Regions from separate parts of the Mus musculus genome. Here region 1 is linked to region 2. Evidence: chromatin contacts called from public HiChIP or PLAC-seq data. All regions are on one chromosome and are shown on one strand. Each heading gives the region's core, a stretch centred on a gene start, on an enhancer-like site or on the middle of the called end of the contact. The rest is flanking DNA. Distances are from core to core; before and after follow the strand shown.

Region 1 (4,645 bases), core at 37-2,536, 320 kb before region 2:
CAGACAAGTTAGCGTTAGCACTTTCCCTTCTCACTCAGAATTCAGACTGTGGCTGCCAGAACTTCCCTTCAGGCAGGAGATTAGATGCCTCTTCTCTAGAGACCTTGCCAGCCCACAATGTAAGACAGAAAACTCCTGACAGGAGAGTGTTCTCAACCCCCCTCCTAGGTCACCCTTCACTCAGGTTTGGAGCGAGGCCTACACTGTACACTTAGCTCTCACTCAGAGGCCTGCCTTCCGCCGATAGCCGTAAATGCTTCCAGTTTAGATTTCAACATGGTCATATGTCAGTTAGAGGTTTTATAATGGTTAGAAAGAAATGATCAATGGATTTTTTTATCATGCCTGACATGTTGTTGGCTAATGTATACATATATATGTATATATACATACACACACATATATATATGTATATATACATACATATATATGTATATATAGTGTATATATAGCATATATATATTTATAGTGTATATCATCTGTTACTATGCAACCAATTACCCCAAAAATTGATGGCTTAAACTCACATATTTTTTTGAACTTTAAAACCAGATTTATTTGATTTTTAATTCTGTATTTCTATGTGTGCCTATGGGTGCACCCACAGAGGCCAGAGGTGTTGGACTCCCACTGGAGAGTTACAGGCTAAGAGAGTTAAGTAGCTTGATATGGGTGCTGGGAACCAAACTCAGGTCCATTGCAAGGGCAGTACACATTCTCGACCAGAGACATCTCTCTGGCCCAGACCTCTCTTATTTTGTTTGCTCAAACTCCAATGGCCAGCTGGTATCAGTTGGGTGGCTCTTCAATTACCAGCTGAGCTAGGGTTGTCCATGTGGCTGTGACCATCTGCTAGGTCCACTCAAAGCTGGCTGGTATGGTCCTCAGCTGAGAAGAGTTCTTTCATTGGACGTCGTGTTGCCCTCTCACAGGCTCTCTGAGCACTTGCCAGCCACCAGCACCTTCCAAGAAAACACAAGACCAAGCAGACTACAATTGTATTGCATTTTGAAACCCTTTCCAGAATCTAATTAAGACATGCTGTAGAAAGTTCAGAAGTAGTTAGGTTTTAAGGTGATACATTTCTAATACATTGCTAATTTTTAAAGTAATGTGCTTATAGTTCTTCCAAAATAGGAAGTAACTTCATTTAAACAGTTTCCCAGAAATTCAAAGGAAGTCGTGTTAGGAATAAAAATCTGTCCAGTGGGCCAAAGCTAGGATCTTGCATCTGAATCAGGAATACAGCCAACTCATCTCTGTCTCCAATTTCCAGCTCTTGAGTCATACCCCCCACCCCCCGACACACACACACACACACCACCTCCCTACTGAACACACGGAGCTTCCAAACTAGAGATGAGGGCTCCTTTCAAGTCTCTGTGACAAACCCTTCCACTCTGAGCTCCATCTGCCTGGACTGTCCCCTCACCTCAGTGTCCCTCTATAATGACACCAGATCCTCAGAGACTCAATTATTATGGCAGGGATGTCTAAATGAAGTTTTGTGAGAACCAGTTACAATTCTGAGTCTTCGTTCCAGGCATGTTCTGGAAACAGGGAATGCTTAGACAATGACAACATCTACTTTCTCATACTTGAAAAGTAGACATGTCAAACCACGGGGCTTTTCTGCATAATTCTCTTAACTTTACATTAAAAAACAGTGAGCTAAGCCTCATAGTATATGTTTTTTTTTTTTTTAAGCATTCGTATATATAAAGTAGGAAATTGAATCCAGTTGGAAAAATTCCTTTGGGGAGAGTAATCTAACTTACTCTACAACAAATTTCAGTTCAGCCATAAATCAAAAGCCAGACCCCAAGACAGTGAAATAGATTAGAAATGGAGTTGAATTAACTCTGCAGGACAGCTGACAGACTCGGATAGTAGAAGACTGGCCAAGATTTGTCTGAGACTTGCCCGGTCTGTTGCTTCTGTTTATCACCCTCTTGCCGTACAATGACTGCTCTCTGTCCATAACTGGGGCATTTATCCTTTCCTATGACCTACTAGAGATGCCCCAACCATCCGTTCTCATGGTAATCTGATCCTGTATGGAGATGAACATATATATATATATATAAATTTTCTGTAACATAGTGGTATTAAGCATACTTTTCCAAATTGGCAAAGCTTTACAGAGGATTTCAAGCATGAACAGATCTGTTGCTGTAGCATTTCCTAAGTTCCTCATAATGACACAAGAGGTATTAAATTACTAAAGAAAAATTGAGGGTTTCTCATCCAAACCAGAGGATGCTTAAGAACAACAACAAAACAACAAAATCACAAATCTGCTTGGTATCTCTTGAGGCAGGTATTTCACTCTTGCCATGCTTTTATTACTGCACCCTATATAAGATGCTGCCCTCCTGGAGGACAGAGCCACTCACTGACTGCTCCTTACTTTGGCTGTGTTCAGATTACCGATGCAGGGATGGAGATATTATCTGCAAGGTGCCATTATCTGCACATTTTGGATATCTCTGGCTGTATCCAACTTACAGACCAGATCATTCAGGACCTTCAAATAGGCTGCAAACAACTCCGGATCCTCAAGATGCAATTCTGCAAGTCCATCTCTCCGTAAGTAGGCAGCTGGACAGAAAAGGGCTTAGCAGTTCCCGGAGAGCTTGGCGTGTGGCTGTGCCATTTCTGATACACAACTTATATTTTGACTAATTGAAACCAACATTCTGAGTTGAACCAAGCAATTCCTTCTAAAACTAACTTCATAGTTTTATAGTCCTTCTACAGAAGCCTTTAATCTCAGCCCCTTCCTCTTTATGACCAAGCAGGTGCCTAAGTTAATTCTGCCCCTTATCACTGAGCTCTAGACCTGCTGCTGAAATGTATCGCCCCAAGGCATGAGAAAGCAACGACAAGCAGCTCCCTCACCACACACGGGAAACCCTTGCGTCTCATGGGTGTTGGGCTTCCTTCCAGTCTGGAAGCTTCTCTACTTGATGTTTGGACCGCAGACACAGTAATGAGTATTTGCACTGAAGCCTGTAGGTAAAATAGTGAAAGAGCTGGGACGTGAGGGACCAGAATCCAAAAAATGAGCTAACAGAGAAACACATGTTCTGCTGTTCTTTCCCTATGGCTGTGGAAGATGCTCAGGTCACCATCACTCTCGCCTGTGGCCCTGCAGACCACGAGCAGTGACCACACCCAGACCATTTTCCTTCTCTGTACTGAGTCAGAGGTAACTTCCTCCTTATGGTTGTTCCCAGGGTCCTACTATTTCATAAAATGTTTAATACCACCATTTTTATAGACACCCGTGTGACAAGATGGAGGGCAAATGCGTTGTGTGATGCAGTCATCACTTTTATAGAATCTAAAACTCCAAACTGTTAATGAGCACTGAAGTTCCTCTGGCTTGTAGCTGACTGAGGAGGTGTACTGCACAACCCACTACACATTTCCAAACTTAGCAATGAGTATTCGGCTTCATATCAACTGTCTGTGAGTCTCTAAAACCAGTGCTTTTCAGAAACCACAGGTAACATAGAAATTGGTTAGCTTTCAAGTCCTTTGCTTCCTAAGCAGGCATTTACTTTCCTTGTAAGTCAAGGATACTGCGGTCTCTTACTGTAATGTCCTTGTATCGAAGTCAACGTCAGCAGCCCTGGCGCACACACTGTTCAATGGTTTAGTTTTCATTGGAGACCTCGTCTACCTACTTAGTAGTAGTTTATTCCGAGGTATTCTCCCTCCCCCCTCTGTATGTGTGTATATATATGTATGTGGTTTTTTCAGTTATCATGAATGAGATTATTCCCTATTTTTTCCTTATTATGTTATTGGTATAGTTCCTCTTTTGCTTGCTTTATTGCTTTGGCTAGGAATATAAGCACGATATTGAATAGGAGTGAGATCGCATACTCTTGTCTCATTTCTGATTTTAGAATAAATAGCTCCCCCTAATGTGTTTGCTATAGGTTGTCATGTATAGTTATGTTCAGATATGCTTCTTCTATCCTTAGTTTTGATTAAGTATATGATCTTTTTAATATATCGCTCCATTTGACTATAAGTAATTCTGTTGAGAACTTTTACATCTCTGTTCATCAAGGAAGAACAAATATGTATGTTTCATGCACATGTATGTGTTCTTTGCTTTTTTATTTTTTCCTAAGAAAGACTAACAATATTTTTAATCATTTGGTCATGGACATCTTTGAGTCACAGCCTTCCAAAAAGAATATATACTAGAGACAAAACTAAATGGAGTTTAGAAGGTTCATGTCTCTCTCTGGGAGTCCGTCCCTATATCCAGAGGGGCTGTGAACTCTGGTCAAGAGCTCCTTTCTGAACATCAGCCTTCACAGAGTGGGTGGGTCAGGCTAGTGTTTCATCAAAGCAAGCTGAGTGCTCACTCAAAAGCATTGAACATGACTTCCATGCTCCTCCTGCTCCTGGGCTATGAAAAGTCTTCACCCCCTCAACTACCTGGTAAGGCCTGGATTGGCTAAGCTACAGATACTTGTGCCAGAGGAACCTGACTATTAGCACAATTCCCAAACTTCCCCTCATAGAACTGAAGCTCTGCATTAAATGTGACTGGTGACAGTTCTTAATTCCAAATTCAGTCCAGTTTGTGAACTGTAGAAATCACTTTCGCATCTCACTAATG
Region 2 (4,804 bases), core at 63-2,562:
CCCTGTTACCCTCTCTTGTCCCCTCAGAGACACCACTTCCCCCTCTCTTCCCAATCAATGGCCCACTTCTTCCAATGATTCTCTTCACAGTCGCTACCCTGTTTTGCCTTAACTGTCAGATTGACACAGCCCACAGTCATCTGATAGGAAAACATCACTGGAGGAGTTGCTTAGATCAGACTGGCCTGAAGGCATGTCTTCAGAAGATTATCTTGATTATTAGTAGGTGTAGGAGGGGCCAGCCTGCTGTGGTGGTACCATCCTTAGACAAGTGGTAAGACAGACAGCTGAGCATGAGTCTGAGGGTGAACCAGAATGAAACAACCACTTCTGACCTGAAGAAATATTTGCTGACCTAAGTGATTTTGTTTTTGTTTTTGTTTTTTTTGCCATGAACCAGAAAAATCCTAGCATGTGTATGGTGAAGGGTAGAGCTGCTCACCGAGTAGTCCTTCTTTAGCTCATTCCTTTCCACTATAACCCTCAACACAAATGAGTTCAAAGGAAATGGGCCATTTCAAGCCTTCATTTTTGGCTGAATATCCATCCTGCAAACTCTCTTCTTAGACATATGCACCAAGGTACCAAGTCACAGAGCACAGAGACACTCAACGAAATTGAATATAGCAATAATACAGCAATGCATCTTCATTAATAAACTGATAGAATTAGCCAAGGTTTGCAGGACTATTCCGACAACTATGAGTTTTCTTGTAATTTTACTTCTCTGTGCTCTAGGGACTTTATAGGATCCTGAAATGTGTTTCTGGAACATTCCTCTGAGGCAAATAAGAAGCAGGTGTAATTATGTCTTCTTCACACATGGACAGGCAAACAGAAAGGAACGCACTGAAGCACACGAGGCAAAGGCCAAATGGTTCCAATGTGACCTATGCTCCTACCAGCCCACTTTCCTTTATCTGCACTGTGGGAACCTTGGAAGGCATTGTTCTGTCATTTTCTGAGGACATCTGAAGCAAAGAAATGATAAAGCTAATGCTTATGGGCAGCAGCAGTCCAAGCCTGTGGAGAGAAAATGTGATTTCTACAGATAATGTGATCATGTCTCCTCAAAGCTAAAGTCTCTCCCCCTCTGATGAGCCCAAGCCATACAATTTGATAGAGAAGCAAGCAGAGAATTGACTCTAAACTAATAGATGTGATAATGGCTGCAAAGCTCTGAAAGCACTCGGCATTTCCGGAGGACTATGCAACTGGGAATTTTTCCAAATTGTAATAGTTTTCAGTGGAACAGGCTTACAAAATGTGCTGCCGCTGGCCAGACGCCATATTGCTGACACTATAGAACAAAGCCAGACCCAAAGAAGAAGAAAAGCACAGCCCAAAGCCTGCACTGTTCACCCTCTTTGCTACTGTGCCTTGGTTTTAGACGAGATTTATTCTTCAAGATCTGGGCCCTTAAGGAATTCTTAATTTTAATAACCAGGGCTGGGGAAATGGCTCTGTGGGTAAGTGGTTGCTGAACAAGTGTGAGGAGCAGGGAGAGCCTCAGCACCCGAGTAAATGTTGTGTGGGTGTGGCAGCCCACTTGGCATCTCACTGTGTGAGACACGCAGGATCTCCGGAGCAGTTTGCTACAGAATAGCTGAGATGACTAGTCCTCTGAGTTCAGTGTAAGACTTTGCCTTGTATAAAGTTGTAGAGAGATAGAGATACCTGATTTTGGCCTCCAGCCTGTACACAAACACACATCTATACACATACCCACTATATGCATACACACACACACACACACATATACACCTGTATGCATGAGAGCGTGTACACACACACACACACACACACATATACAGATACATGCACATGCATACCACACACATACAAACACACATTTTAAAATAATTTTAATACCCTCACCTTCAAGCCACAGACCCTAAAACAAGTTCATAGTCAGTCTTGGCCATTTTTTGACCTCCAGCTTCCATAAGTCCCAGTTTGCTCTGTGTGGAGGGCCCACAGCAAAAATCTATCTTCTCTTCCTGCCTCTCTACCACTCTCTCCAAACACCTCCCATGTAAAAACCCTGAGACTGAAGGAAAGAAAAGGTAGCTGGCGTCCTCCAGTAACAAAGGTTCAGGGTCTTCCTTTTCTATACGTTTTGTCCTTTGCCAGGTAGCGTACATATTGAAATGTGGAACTCAGCGGACAACATCCGCACTAGTGGCCTGTCCACCAATAGACTATTTTTCATGAGGTTACAACTTCTTGGCTCTTTATATCAGTAGGTTCTAGAATCCACAAATTTAACCATTTTTAGATTTTAAATAGTTTTAGACTATTTACCAAATATATACAGAGGTCTCCCTAGAAAGCTTAAGGCCTCATAGTAAGACATTGACCCAAAACTAAATAAATAATCCACCCCCAAATCAAAAAAAACAAAAACCCAGATGATTTTTGTTTTGTGGTCTATGCCTATAATCCAAGCACTTGAGAGGAAGAAACAAGTGAAGATCTCTGTGAAGATCAAGATTAGCCTGGTCTACATCCAGTTCCAGGACAGCCAAGGCTCCAATAGTGACACCCTATCACACACACACAGAGGGTGGGGCAAAGACACCAACCAATGTGTCCTAGTTCTGTCAGAATTCCCTATAGAACATAAAACATCAGCGCATCAGGTACACTGCATTTGCATCATATCAAGTCTTATGAGTCCATTATGAACAAATGTTTGCAGATTTCACAAAAGAAAGGAGCATCATCAGAGTCGATGTCTGCGGGGTTCTGGAAAATGTGGAGGTAGAGATGGAAACAACACTAGAGCAAACTTCTATCACCCCAAAGTTTGGCTCTACCCAAGTTTATGTCAGTATGTGTCTCAGGTCTTCATCTTCACTGCACACACTGGCAAATAAATCATGTAAACAAACAAACAAACAAACAAACAAACAAACCAGGGAAATAAGACCCTTCACAATACCCTCAAACAGTATGAAATAGCTTAGGGTAACTCTAACCAAGCAAGTAAAAGACTTGTATGATAAAAACTTCAAGTCTTTGAAGAAAATTAAAGAAGATATCAGAAGATAGAAAGACTTCCCTTGCTAATGGATCAATAGGATTAACATAGTAAAAATGACCAGCTTACCAAAAGCAATGTACAGATTCAATGCAATCCCCATCACAATTTCAACACAATTCTTTACAAATATTAAAATGACAATTCTCATGGGAAAACAAAAAACTTAGGATAGCTAAGACAATCCTAAACAATAAAAAAACTTCTGGAGGTACCACCATCCCTTATTTCAAGTTGTAATGAAGAGCTATAGTCCACACTATATTGGCATAAAAACAAACAGGTTGATCAATGGAATTGAATCAAAGGCCCAGACATAAATCCACACACCTATGGACACTTGATTTTCATAAAAAGTTTATAAATACACACTGAATAAAAGAAAGTATCTTCAACAAATGATGGTCTAACTAGATGTCTACATGTAGAAGAGTGTAAATAGATCCATATTTATTACCCTACACAAAACTGAAGACCAAGTAGATCAAAATCCTCAACATAAAACTAGATACACCGAACCTGTTAGAAGAGAAAGTGGCAGTGAATAGCCTTGAACACATTGTCGTAGGAGACAACTTCCTGAGTAGAACACCAATAGCTCAGGCACTAGATTATTAATAAATAGGACCTCATGAAACTAAAACAGCAACCTACAGAATGGGAAAAGATTTTCACCAACTGCAAATCTGATAGAGGTTTAATGTCCAAGATATATAAAGAATTCAAGAAACTAGGTATCCCCCCCCAAAAAAAAACCCACAAATAATCCAATTTAAAATGTGGTATAAATCAAACAGAATTCTCAGGAGAGAACTCCCCATGGGTGAGAAACACTTGAAGAAATGTTCAACATCCTCAGACAGCAGAAAAAGGCAAATCAAAATTACTTTGAGATTCTATCTTACCCCTATCATAATAGCTCACATCAAGAACAGGGGGACAACCGGGCAGTGGTGGCGCACACCTTTAATCCCAGTACTCAGGAGGCAGAGGCAGGCACATTTCTGAGTTTGAGGCCAGGCTAGCCTACAAAGTGAGTTCCAGGACAGCCAGAACTACACAGAGAAACCCTGTCTCGAAAAAAAAAACAACAAAAAAACAAACAAAAAAGAACAGGGGACAGTTGTTGGGAACAAAATAAAAGGGGGACCCTGGGGGAAAGTGGGGGAGGAAAAGGGGCCTAACATCTGGCCAGAGTTCCCCTGTGCTCTGGGCAGGCAGACGCAGGCAGAGCTGCTGGATGCTTTTCCACTTGGCCGCGGGTGAGCATGCCTGACCCACGCAGCGAGGGGTGGAGAAAGGGGCAGCCCCAGACAGGGGAACAACCCCCCCCTCCAGCTACCTTGCTAGCACGCCCCAGCGTTGCAGGAAAGAGGGAATAGGGGAAGAAGTTCCCAACAGTGACCAGAGTGTGCAGAGGGCCTTGAAGGAGCACAGACACTCTTTAAGAGCTTTACTATAGAAATTCAGGGGGAAAGAGAGAGAGAGAGAGAGAGAGAGAGAGAGAGAGAGAGAGAGAGAGAGAGAGAGAGAGAGAGAAAGAAGAAGAAGAAGAAGAAGAAGAAGAAGAAGAAGAAGAAGAAGAAGAAGAAGAAGAAGAAGAAGAAGAAGAAGAAGAAGAAGAAGAAGACAAAGAAGAGAAAAGGAGAGAGGAGAGAAGATAAAGAGAGAGGAGAGAGAGGGTGAGAGTGAGGGGTAAGAGGTAAGAGCAGAAGAGTAAGAGAGCATGGTGGGGGCTGAGCACCCCTTTTTATGGTCTTC

What was found. HiChIP or PLAC-seq counts read pairs in DNA pulled down with a chosen protein or histone mark.
Region 1: a contact with region 2 is called in a CTCF HiChIP or PLAC-seq map of the NIH/3T3 cell line, with 6 read pairs. The contact joins two enhancer-like sites.

Annotation. Positions count from the first base shown.
Region 1 is chr5:21,484,157-21,488,801 of GRCm38.p6, reverse strand. Fbxl13 (F-box and leucine-rich repeat protein 13) reads left to right here. Exons shown (of 21, transcript NM_001199632.1): 20 at 2,426-2,589. It also overlaps a transcript of Fam185a not described here. Among named protein-coding and RNA genes, the nearest start is that of Lrrc17, 57 kb to the left of the region's middle. Within about 2 kb of position 1,286, at least 42 of the 459 cell types and tissues checked have an H3K27ac peak or open chromatin away from gene starts, as enhancers often do. A contact at or near this core is called in the NIH/3T3 cell line, where this site is marked.
Region 2 is chr5:21,165,624-21,170,427 of GRCm38.p6, reverse strand. No RefSeq gene overlaps it. Among named protein-coding and RNA genes, the nearest start is that of Gsap, 18 kb to the left of the region's middle. Within about 2 kb of position 1,312, at least 51 of the 459 cell types and tissues checked have an H3K27ac peak or open chromatin away from gene starts, as enhancers often do. A contact at or near this core is called in the NIH/3T3 cell line, where this site is marked.